2 separate regions of the Arachis hypogaea genome follow, and region 2 is linked to region 1. A link is a contact called in public Hi-C data. All regions are on one chromosome and are shown on one strand. The core of a region is the stretch at or near the end of the contact, and the rest is flanking DNA. Distances in the headings are between cores, read along the strand shown. Region 1 holds the start of LOC112722435 (protein EARLY FLOWERING 5). Region 2 overlaps LOC112722436 (zinc finger protein BRUTUS-like At1g18910).

Region 1 (6,279 bases), core at 2,441-4,940:
TCATTTATTCTTCTCCTGGATTTTAAGAAATACAGGAGGCCCTGTATCTGCCAAATCATTTCAGATAAATGCTTCTTAGCTTTCCATTAATCTATAGTTCCTTTTCTATAATATTGTTTTAGATTATAGTTTCATGCCATTATAGATAAAAACATAAGCCTACCTGACCAGTCTCCTTAGAAGGCAAATCATCTGCAGATGAAGATTGGTTTCGCTCTTCACCTCCACTAGTGCCAGGTGGCGGTGGCTGAGACTGTGGTAGGGGTGGAGGTGGAGGGGGTATCGGGTGATTTGCAACTTGGTCTTTAGGTGGAGGACCAGGAGGTGGAGGTGGCAAAGGAGGTGGTGGTAATGATGTAGGTCCAGCAGTAGCAGGCTTCGGAGGCATGGGTGGTGGTGGAGGCAAAGGCAAAGATGCCGCAGGTAAAGCAGTGCCCTCGGCCAAACTTGAACTGCCAGCTTCAGGCAGTGGGGGTGGCGGCGGAGGTGGAGGTACAGTTAACATATCATCCCCTGACTCTGCTGCTGATGATGATGCAGCAGTACTCGATGAAGCACCAGATAAGGGAATTCTGGGACCTGAGAGCTCAGCACAAAGAGCCGGATCAGGCAACTAACAGCACATATTCATGATTTTAACAAAAATGAAAGGAAGCTCAACATACCTATAGACGATTTAAACATGGGAGGTTTCCCAGGTGGGGGAGCCCCTGTAGGGTTTAATGTTGGATGGTAATAAACGGAATCCTGTAAAAAAAATAATTAATTACTTAATAACTCAAAACTCTTAACTATATGCTAGTTTAGTTCTGTATGGTGAGAAAAATAAATAAATAAGCGAAACAAAACAAGACATGCAACCCAGAAACAACTCTAAATCCTACCTCAGGCTTTGGGTGTTTAACTCTCTCTTCTTCTTCTGCAGTTGTTCTTCTTCGGGGAGGCCCTAAATGACTGCCAAAAAGGCATTCTAGAATGTATAAACTAACAAAGAAAAAAGTGGGTCAAAAGGTTGCTTTTAAGCAATGGAGAAATCCCTCACCTGAACATAACAGGAGTCTCACCCTTCTCCTTCATTTTATCTTCATATTCCTAGTTAAGAAAGAAATCGGTTTTAGATCAATACATCATAAAAAGTAATAATTTACAGAAACTATTTATAGAAAAGATTAGCATACAACTGTGTGGAGTGACTTCTGAGTGTAAATTTAACTAAGGTCAGTTTCTGCTAATGGTGCAACATCATACTCAGGTAACGAATATTCCATAAAGCTTTACTTCTGCCTTTCACAACACAGTGCGGTCAATGTACTAAGTCAATCTGATGTTTAAATTTAACAATGACTCCCTACAGTCTTTGATTTAGTAGAAACAAAAAGACAGATTTTAACTACCAACATAGTTGAACATACAAGCTTTTATTTTGGACCTAGAAAATATCAATTAAAACTCACATAGAGGGGCATGAAAGTAAAGATGTGTTTTTAACCATGATGAAGAAACAGATAAAATCAACTTGGAAATTGGCCTCAGAGTGCCAGAGATCAACTATCACAGTTATATGTTCTCCATTTTTGTTTTTCGTAAAAAGGAAATAATTGTGTGCAGCATACAACTGAATTTCAATAAGGAAAGAAATATTTAACAATAAAGTGAAATGGTCCAAGAAAAAGAAAAGCACGGTATATTATTACCCTCCTCTTCTTTAGGACAAGGTTAAGTGTATCTTGTAGTTGTCTCTTCTTGTGCTTTCTTGCCTTATCCAAAGCACCATCAGCCTCTGCACCAACAATATACAATAAATTTGAATAGGTCAAAGTTCTAGACGACACCTAACTTTGTTAAAGCAGTATATGCCAAGAAATTAATCTAGTGAATAAAAGCAGAAGCTGTCAAATTGAGTAGGAAACGAGAGCAATAAAGAATTAATACGCCAACATCCCCCCCCCCCCCCCCAAACAATAAAAATGTCAAAAGATAAAGCAAAAAGAAGAGGTACATGCAAATGATCCACAGTTTTCTGAGCATAACTCACGAAACCATACAAAGCATTATCACACTGCACACCACAGGCCTAAACAAATGCACTGACTTTGAGGTACTTATGTTTTCAGACACGTAAAGTTTCACACTTGATTTACATAATTGTATGCATAATCGGGAATGGATCCTCTCAAATTTTTTTCCAATTGAAAGAGTAAAATGTGATCTCTAATCCTTCAATATTTTCTCCTTCCTGTTTTCTCTTGGTTCCACCAATAAAATGTATGGTGAGAGATCACACTATATCCCCTCAAGTGAAAAAAAAAAATTGAAAGGATCCATTCCCTGCATAAACTGCTATACAACTGTCAAAGTTTCATATTGCAATTGAAATCTCTATATACAAGTGAACATCCATAGTTCTTTGCCCGCCCTTCACTGAGACAGATAACATAATTCCTCCATTGAGAATCAAACAAGCTTCCCAAGATAACCACTAATTTGGCGGCAATTTGAAAGAATTTATGCTCACAAACTTACTGAACTCTATTTTCTTTAACTTCATGTAAATCTTGTCCTGTTAACTAGTTCTAATTATCAGAAGATGATCATGATTCTTGAAGAAATCTCAATTCTCGGCAGATATTACAAGTCACTACAAATTGGTTTTCACTATTGGACATGATAAGAGATTCATGCATTCTATAGCAAAACATATGATCAATTAATACTTTCATGATGACGACAATAACAATAATAATAAAACAATAACAACAACAACAAATAAATAAAAGAAAGTGGTGTGGGAAAGCTCAAGACTTGACATACTCATCATTTCCAAGTTCTCAATCTGTTTCTTCAGCTGTTCAGGATCTTTCTTAAGAATTCCCACTTCCCTCACCTTCTTCCTTTCCTTCTTATTCTGTAAAGAAAAAACAAAAGAACAAATAACTATAAACTAAATTAAAATAAATAATTAAGCAAGAACTTCGTAATAACAAAAATCTCAGTAGATAAAGCTGGGTTTCATTGAAGCAGCTACTAGGGTTAAAAAGAAAAACCCCTATGTCTATCATCATAATTTCCCTTTCAATTTGTACAGCGGCTACTTGCATTATAGTTTTTCAATTAATTAGGGTACATATTGAAAAAGAAAATTATGAGAAAAGAGTGAAGAATTACCCTTTTCAATTCCTTCTTGCGAAGCTCCTTTCGATAAGCATCGGTGGGATTCATGACCTTGCCACCCTTCGTGGTCTTCATTTTTTCTTATTTTTCAATTCTAAAGCTCAAAACCTCTTTCCCCCTTCTTTTCTACCTCTCTCAAGAATAAGCTCCTTGATTATCGTTAATTAACCTCGTCGTTTCGTTCCTACTGCAATTTCAATCAAACTAGTGAGGAGGAGGAGAACCGATAAACGACAAACGGGGAGTAAAACGGCGAGTTCATATGAGGTTATGGCTTACGATCCATTCACGCATTCGCACTCTTCCGGATTCTTTTTTTCTATTCTCTAACACTGCTTTGCGTTCCTCTCCGTTTGTTTCCGATGCACCGATTTCGATTACAGCCTTTTTTCAAAAGAAATATAAATAAATAAAAATAAATGAAATAAGTTTTGCAATATTTCTTGATGAACGGCCCATTGCACCTTTTTCCACCTCTTCTTGGGCTTTTATATGGGGCTCCATTTAGGATGCTGTATACGCAGATCATCTAGAGCTTCGTAGCTCAACTAGGGCCCTGATTGGTAACCTAACCCGGTAGGGTAACAGGCTTTCAGTCCGATCCATGGGATCGAGCCAAATTTAATAACAATGGAACGAATTGAGGCTTTTTTACATTTTTAACAAGGTGAAGTGGGATTGAGGTTGATTTCTACCTCTATAGATTTGAGTTGGTTGATAGAGAATTGGACAAGTGTTTTAAAAAGGACAATTTCTGCTCTCATTACAAAACTGGTTCAGAGATCTTTCCTGTTTTTTTTTTTTTTGGTGACTAGAGATCTTTCCTGTTGAATATATTTTATTTTGGTGATTATTATAAAAAACTGTATACTACACATGATAAAATTTTAGGGTAAAGTATACTTTTTGTCCCTGAAGTTTGACAAAAGTTTTAAAAAGAAATAACATTTACTCTTCAATAAATCTTGAATTCTCACCATAACATTACTCATATTAGGTGTTTCTTTCATTTTTCATTTTCAGAGTGTATTTTACTGCCCCTTAACTAATTTTTTTGCAACGTTTTTACTTATTCTCTCATATATATATATATATGATAATATATTTTAAATACATACTGTAACAAACTATCATTAATATATTCAGGCATTCAGTTAAAATATGCAGTTTGTTAGAATTAATTATTGTACCATATTATTTTTAATATTTTTCAAATAAAAATATAATGATATGAACCTCGTTATTCCTTCGCCTTGTGAGTGAATTATAATCTATAAGGATAATTAATTATTTTATATTAATTTATTTTTGTTTACTTTTTAGTTGATATGATTAATCATTATATATGTGTTTTGATTTTCTGTTTGGCTAATAGTTATTTTTTTAGTTAGAATGAATATAAAAAATTAAAAATACACCTGCTTAAACTGAAGTACAGAACTAAAAATAGGTCATTTTTTATATAATAATATCCAAAAAAAAAAATCAACTTATACGGAAGTCTTTAATTATCTCAGTTTAATTAATAATAACATAAATTATTATTCATTCGAACATTTCCTTCATCATGTGCACGAGCTCTACAATAAGAGCAAAATTTATCCTTTTTTAAGATACTTGTCTAACTCTTCGTCAACCAACTCAAATTTATAGGTGTAAAAATTAACTTTCATTTATACCGTAGACTTTACCATTTAACAAACTACAAGTAAATCACAAGTTACTATTATTTAGAAAGAAAAGGTGAATCCAATCATTTAATGCGATTCAAGTTTGTTTTAACAAAAATAATGAATGTAAATTTCATCAAGAGTAAGTATTTTAAAACACGTAAATCTACCTTCGACACTAAAATTTAAGAATAAATTGAGAGATTTTTTTGTTATCAATGCAATTTATATATTAGTAACTATAAATTTTAGTAAAGTTTCATTATCTTGGTATGATTTAGGTTCATTTCACTTTCAGTTCTGCTCATAAATTGAGTGCGCAGACGAAGATAGAGGTACATTTTCATAAATAATTTTGTCAGGTCAACTATAGTATCTGCCAATTACAAAAGATCCAATAACACAAAAAAAAAAGCATTCCACAATATTATATGAATCTAATCCTGCTTTAATTTTTTCCTATTGCTCACTGTAAAAATAAAAAACCAACTGCACATCCCACTCTTCCGTTTTTCTCGCATTCCCACTCACGTCGTTCACCCTGCCGTCTTCCTCTTCCGCTCCAATCACGTTGTCGCGCAACCCCACAATCAGTGTCAATCATCCGCTCATCGCCGCAACTACCACGACGCCAACGAAGGAAACCAATTGATCCCCCTTCACGTCATCGCGTCGCCCAACGCCGCCATCAAACCGATGTCATAATTCGTCCGCCTCAGCAAAAAGCCGCTAAGACGATGTCCATAACGCTATGAAGAGATCTCCAGATGGCACCCATTGTGCCGCGCCAAATCACGTCATCGACCGGCCTCCATCCACGCAATTCATTCGCCATGAAAGATGGACAAAGAACTCTCTCACTACCAATTGCAATAGATACCATGAGTAGGTAACTGTGGGATGTTTCTTTTATTAAACATGAGATTTTTTTGTTCGATCGAATGTTTTTTTTTAAAAAACTTGGAATGTTTCTATTGTTAATCTTAGAAAGTTTTTTTTTTGTTAAACTTGGGATGTTTCTTTTGTTAGATGCAGGTCAGCCTGGCGCAGCGTACAGAGGAGTAGCGGCGGAGGGTACAGCGGCAGCGCGACAGATAGTTGAAGACGAGGTACCAGCTACGTGATGAGAGGGGACTTCAAGTTGACGAAGCGATTACGCGATGATAATCAGTGGAGGGTTATGTTTTGCTAATCCTAATTTGGTGGCACTAATCCTAATTATTTAAAATTCTATTTTTTTAAATTCAAAATTCTATTTTTTTAATAAGTTGTTCAAGTTGGATAATAATCTAGTTGGTCTTATATACTTTTTTTGTGCATAAATACATCATGTGTTAATATTTTATTTTATCTTTATTATTTTATGAGAAAAAATATCGGAAAATTATTTTATTCTCGAGCACCACAATAAAAAAAATTTGAGAAGTGCTAAAGGAAC
Region 2 (6,416 bases), core at 3,710-6,209, 190 kb after region 1:
TGTCGACTCCCCATTGTGCAAAAGGTCGGGAAGACGTCAGTAGGCTCAGCTCGGAAGCTGGCGCCCTGTGGAAGTTGGCGTTCTGTTGACACTTGGCGCATTTTTTCACAAATTCTTTGGAGTCATTCATCATTGACGGCCAGTAATATCCAGCTCGGATAAGCTTCCTTGCTAGGGCTTTGCCCCCGATATGGTGGCCGCAGCATCCCTCATGGACTTCTCTGAGCACGTAGTCCGTCTGGTCGGGGTGTAGGCACTTCAGCAAAGGTTGGCTGAGTCCCTTTTTGAATAGCTGGTCCTGTATGACCGTGTACTTGGCAGCCTCCCTTCTCAATGCTTTGGCTTCCTTCCCGTCCCCAGGGAGTTTGCCGTTTTTCAAGAAATCGGTGATGGGGTCCATCCAAGAGGGGCTCATCTTGGTCAGGTGTAGAGCAACTGCGGGTTCTTTCGTGATGCCTTGGATGAAGGAGCGGTTGCCGGTTCCAGGTTTCGTGCTTACCAGCTTGGATAGGAGGTCTGCTCGTGTGTTCCTTTTCCTTGGGACGTGTTGGACCGTGACCTCCTCAAATTGTTCGCTCAGCTCTTTGACCCTTTCCAAGTATTTTTGCAACAGCGAGTCTCGGGCTTGGTAGCTTCCATTTACTTGCGCGGTGACGACCTGTGAGTTGCTGCATACTTCCAACATTGTGGCCCCGACTTCCTGAGCTAGAACCAAGCCCCCCAGAAGGGCTTCGTATTCTTCTTGGTTGTTTGATACGGGAAACTCGAACTTAACCAATTGTTCGTAAATAACTCCGGCCGGGCTTTCTAGGATGATCCCGGTGCACCCGGACGTCTGGTTGGAAGCTCCGTCTACATGGAGCTTCCACCGTGTGCCCGTGTCCTCGGTTCCGGTTACTTCCACTAGGAAGTCTGCCATTGCTTGTGCCTTAATCGCGTGTCGGGGTTCGTAGCTCAGATCGTATTGGGACAGCTCGATGGCCCAGGTCATCATCCTCCCCGCCAAATCAGGTTTTTGGAGCACCTGACGGATCCCCTGGTCCGTTCTCACGACCACCTGGTGACCCTGGAAGTATTGTCGTAGTCTGTGGGAAGAGATCAAGAGCGCTAGTGCCAGTTTCTCCAGCTTGCTGTACCTAAGTTCTGCCCCTTGCAGCGCTCTACTCATGAAGTAGATCGGTTGCTGGGCCTTCCATTTTTCTCACACCAGCACCGCTGCAAGCGCTGCTTCTGTTATGGCTAGGTATAGGTAGAGTGGTTCTCCGGCTCTGGGCTTTCCGAGCACAGGTGGTGCTGCTAGGATTTCTTTGAAGTGGTTGAATGCCTCCTCGCACGCGGGAGTCCATTCAAACGCTATTCCCTTCTTCATCAGGTTGAAGAAGGGTAGGGCCTTTGCTGCTGATGCACCAAGGAATCGGGACAACGTGGTGAGCCTTCCCGCCAGCCGCTAAACGTCTTTGATGCAAACCAGACTCCTCATCTGGAGTATCGCTTGGCACTTTTCGAGGTTGGCTTCCACTCCCCTTTGGGTCATCATGAACCCCAGGAACTTTTCGGCCTCCATGGCAAAGGCGCACTTAAGCGGGTTGAGCCTCATGCCGTGTTGTCGGAGGGATGTGAACACATTCTCCAGGTCGCTTAGGATGTCATCGGGTCGGGCGGTCTTTGCGAGGATATCGTCCACGTAGACTTCCACCGTTTTGCCAATAAGATCACTGAATATTTTGTTCATCAGCCTCTGGTATGTCGCCCCCGCGTTTTTCAGGCCAAAAGGCATCACCTTGTAGTAGTAGGTCCCTCCTGGCGTTATGAACGCTGTTTTATCCTCATTTGGCCGGTGCATCGGTATCTGGTTGTAGCCGGAGTAGGTGTCCATGAAGCTTAGATACCGGTACCCCACGGCCGCGTCAACGAGTGCATCAATGTTGGGGAGGGGGTAGCAGTCCTTGGGACATGCCTTGTTGAGATCAGAGTAGTCTACACACATCCTCCATCTCCCGTTGTGCTTTTTTACCAGGACCACATTTGACAACCAGGTAGAATAGTCTAGTTCCCGGATAAACCCTACTTCAAGGAGGCTGGCCGTTTGTCTGGCCACTTCCTCTTCCCTTTCCTGAGACATTTTTCTTCTCCTTTGAGCCACTGGTTTGGCTTCCGGCCTGATGGCTAGGCGGTGTGACATGAGTCCAGAGTCTATCCCCGGTATATCAGCGGGTGTCCAGGCAAACAAATCGCCATTAGCTCTGATCATTTCCATCAGGGGCTCTTTTAATTCATGGGGGAGATTCCTATTCACGAACGTCATCTTGTCCTCCGTGTTCCCGACCCTAAACTTTTCCAGGTCCCATTCTGGTTCGAGCCTGGGCTTGTCGTCAATTCTGGCATCCAAGTCGGCGAGAAATACCCCCGATGCTTCCCTAGATTTCTTTCTTAACGAGAGACTGGCGTTGTCGCAAGCGACTGCCATTTCCAGGTCTCCCCTCATAGATCCTACTGACCCCTCTTCAGTTATGAACTTCATTACCAACATCCTTGTGCTGATGACTCCTCATAGGTCGTTGATGGTCTTTCTCCTCAGGATGATGTTGTAGGCGGTGGAGTCTCGTAGGATCACGAACTCCGCCATTATTGTTCTTCTCCCCTGGCCTTGTCCCAATGAGGTCGGCAGGGTGATTATGCCATCCGACTTGATGAAATGGTCGCCGAGCCCTACGACGCCGTGCTAGTGAGTCTGTAGGTCGGCGTCCCTTAGGCCTAAAGCGTCGAACACATTGCGGAACATGATGTTCAAGTCGGTCCCCGTATCTACAAGGATTCGCTTGACGAGACCGGTTCCTACTCTGGCCGTTATGACCATGGGAGGGCTTTCTCCGACTTCGTCGAACCATTGATCCTCCGGGCCGAATGAAATGGATGGGTGCTTCCTCGTGCTTCGTGCTGAGGACGAGGAGACCGCCAGAACTTCGGCGTCTTTCCTGTGTGCCGACCTTGACCTAGGCGCCGCATTCCTAGCTGTTACCACGTTCACTATCGTGAGGCCTCGGTCGTCGTCCTCCGGTTCTTGGCGTCGCTTTGCTGCCCGTGTCCTGTCTTCGCTGTCGTGGTCGCGATTCCGTCGTCTCGGTTCTCTAATGAGGTGGGAGAATTCAGCTAGCTTTCCATCCCTGATCGCTTGTTCTAATGCGTCCTTCAGGTCGAAACAATCCTGTGTCTTGTGTCCATAGCCCTTGTGATAGTCACAGTAGAGGCTTCGGTTTTCCCCTGTTCGTTCCTTTAGTGGTTGGGGCTTCGACAAGATCCCCTTTTCGGCGATTTGTTGATAAAATTCCATGATTGGTGCGGTGAGGGGAGTGTAATTGGTGAACTTCCCGACATAAGGAAACGGTCTGGGTGCCTTGCTCGGGCCGCCGTCCCTAGCGTGTTCCTTTTGTCCTTCTCTACTCCCGCGGTGCCGGTCTTGGTTGTAAGAGGGCTGCCGTTTGTTGGCGGCCACGACTTGGCTAACTTCTTCGTCGTTGATGTACTCCTTGGCTACACATTGAATCTCCTATATGGTCCACACCGGCTTCGTGGTGAGGTGCTTTCTGAAGTCCTCGTTCAGGAGTCCGTTTATCAGGCACAAGCTCGCAACTGAGTTCGTCAGCCCGTCTATTTCCAGGCACTCATCGTTGAATCGGTCTAGGTATTTTCTGGTCGGCTCTCCGGGCCGTTGGGTCACTCCAAGCAGGTTGATTGGGTGCTTTGCTTTTGCAATTTTTGTCGTGAATTGGGCTAGGAAGGTATGGCTGATGTCCGCAAAACTGGTCACTGAGCCCTGCGGGAGGTTATTGAACCACCATATTGCAGGTCCCACCAGGGTGACCGGGAAAGCGCGGCACCTTACCTCGTCTCCCACTCCCTCCAGGTTCATCCTGGCCTCAAAGGCCGTGAGGTGTTCCAGCGGGTCTTGCATTCCGTCATACCTCATGTCCGTTGGCTTGTCAAAGTGTTTTGGCAACCGGACTTCGAGGATGGAACGATGAAATGGGGTCGCTCCCATTATCACGGGTCCCCGCATTCTCGTTGTTCTCCCTTCGTCGTCCTCCTGACGAGTGTCCTCGTGGTTGCGATCTGTCGTACGCCGCCTCTCGTGCCTGGCGTAGATGAGGGGGTCGTGGCGTCTTCTCGCGCGCCCTCTTTCCCCAGCGCTCTCGGATTCAGCCTGAGGGCTGGCTGTGCGTCTGGAATGGCTCCTTGAATGAGAACGAGAGTGGCTTTGCTCTGGGGTGTGCTGGTCGTGTTTCCGGTCTGCTAGCCGGCATTCCAAGTCTTACATCTTGTTAACTGCTGTAGCGAAGCTGTCAGGGACGCGTGTCCGAGTCGGCGATCGGGCGCCTTATTCCTAACCATCCTGGTCGGGTGATGCCCAAGTCGGGCCGGCCCACATTCAATCTGGGCCAAGCCGTAACAAAAACATTTAAAAATTTCTTAAAAATAAGAATATTCAAAATTTAATTAAAAAAAATTCAAAATTTAAATTCAACAAAAAATTATTTTTATTGTCCTTCGTACTGAATTTGCTTGACAACCTACTATATGAAAATAGGCCAATTCTATGGTGCTTATGAGTTTTTATCTAACTTACTTTTGTAGTAAGTTTTGATTTTTTTAAAATTATTTATTTTTATATTTTTTAAATTAAATAATAACTTTTAACCTTTTTGAGTAAATAAGCACCACTTTTTAGGCACCATAGCATTTACCATGCAAATAACTACTATAAGCGTATAGCGGATCAGATCACAGGGAAATACTCTCAAAACAAAAACATAAAAAAAAGGAAATATTAATATTATTAATCTATCCAAGGAAAATATTATAGTGTGCTAGCATTCAGCAGACATTGATCTGACCAAAGAAAAATGATAATTGGGTAGCAGTTACGATTGGTTGTTTGGCCAGCACTATTAATTGCTTTACTTTTAAGTTTGTTGGTACATACAGTTATTATCTGTCAAAGCAGTGTCTGAACCACATGATGGGTAAAACAAGACAACAAATCGTACGAACTGATCATCTTTCTTGACCTATATGGGCTACATAGCATCTATAATTTTGGTATCATATTCTTTAATATTGTTGAGAGTATCACATCACCTCTAAATGGAACTTAGGCTTTATAAGCGCTTAGACAACCCTCACTCTCATATGTTAGTCTTTGAAGTTGAATTAAACCTACTTAATTCAAATAAAAAGATGTATCCTGGTTCGAGTATTTTTCGTACAATGTGGAATTGAATTTCAATAGTGACATTTTTGTTATAAAAAAATTGTATATTGATGCAGGTTTTTCCACTGGTGATACAAAAATTACCTACCGAAGAACAGGCTTCGCTTGTGTGGCAATTCATATGTAGTGTTCCTATAATATTGCTGGAGGAACTTTTACCATGGATGGTATCCTTCCTTTCCGAAGAGAAACAAGCAGAAGTCACTCAGTGTATAAATGAAATTGCACCAATGGAAAAAACACTCCAAGAGGTAGGCCCCAGTTCACTTCTTGATTATCTCTTTCTATGAACTTTGTGTATTTTTCTAATTCAGATAACATATCGAAGGTTTTGGTTTCTTGGATTGGAAGCAACAAACAAAGCTTCACTGAAGTCTCTTTTAAGGATGAAGTTCAAGGTGGTGCTCAATCCTTAGATATTGCAAGATCATTTCCGTTGGGTTCTTGCAATAGGAACTTCAAAGAACTTTCAAGTCAGATGGAAGTGAATGGCTCAAAAGACAAAGATGGGATCACCCAGGTTAATGTTCTTCATCTTTGGCATGATGCCATCATAAAGGATTTGGAAGAAATTCTGAAAGAACTTTGTTTAATAAAAAACTGCAGCTGCTTTCAGAATTTAGAATCACTGCTTATCCAACTGAAATTCTTTGCTGATGTCCTCACCTTCTACAGGTAATGCCTCTGACATTTTTTTCTGTGCTCGTCAAATTTTATCTAACTAATTCGTTTTAGCCAAGTTTTTCTTGCTAAAGTTCATGAACAACTATCCTTCGCTTCTTTCTAGAATGCTTGTTCAGTTGTCTGATCGTTGAATATGAATTTCCAATCACAGCAATGCTCAGAAAAGATTAGTATTGAAGAAACTTGCTGGTGACTGGTTGTCAAAGTCTACGGAACACTTTTGTGACGTAAGTCACATTGAAGATTTACAGCAGTTGTTATTCTATAGATCGGAAAGTGGAATGCCTTTGTGCGAATTCGTAGGGAACCTTTGTCAAAAACTTGACTCATTCGTATCAAGGCTCAGAAAGCAATTTGCTTTTCAAGAAAATGAGGTATACCTTTCTCTTGGTTACAACTGCACTGTACCTTTTAAAGTCATTACTTGGTTCTTAGTTTCTTTTACCAATCTAGGAAGGGAACA

Evidence for each region. Hi-C and Micro-C count contacts between places; a contact is called where the count stands out from the background.
Region 2: a Hi-C map of leaf shows a contact between it and region 1, with 5 times the contacts expected there. The contact joins the enhancer-like site here to the promoter of LOC112722435 in region 1. A contact is called at or near these places in 5 of 8 Hi-C or Micro-C datasets (leaf and an unstated tissue).

Annotation. Positions count from the first base shown.
Region 1 is chr11:118,367,705-118,373,983 of arahy.Tifrunner.gnm2.J5K5, forward strand. LOC112722435 (protein EARLY FLOWERING 5) reads right to left here and starts at 3,691. Exons shown (of 10, transcript XM_025773448.3): 1 at 3,451-3,691; 2 at 3,166-3,358; 3 at 2,812-2,905; 4 at 1,695-1,780; 5 at 1,043-1,092; 6 at 885-954; 7 at 666-747; 8 at 164-579. The coding sequence starts at 3,246.
Region 2 is chr11:118,557,997-118,564,412 of arahy.Tifrunner.gnm2.J5K5, forward strand. LOC112722436 (zinc finger protein BRUTUS-like At1g18910) reads left to right here. Exons shown (of 12, transcript XM_025773449.3): 3 at 5,326-5,520; 4 at 5,598-5,944; 5 at 6,105-6,327. Among protein-coding and RNA genes, the nearest start is that of LOC112722436, 11 kb to the left of the region's middle. Within about 2 kb of position 4,960, at least 1 of the 3 cell types and tissues checked has open chromatin away from gene starts, as enhancers often do.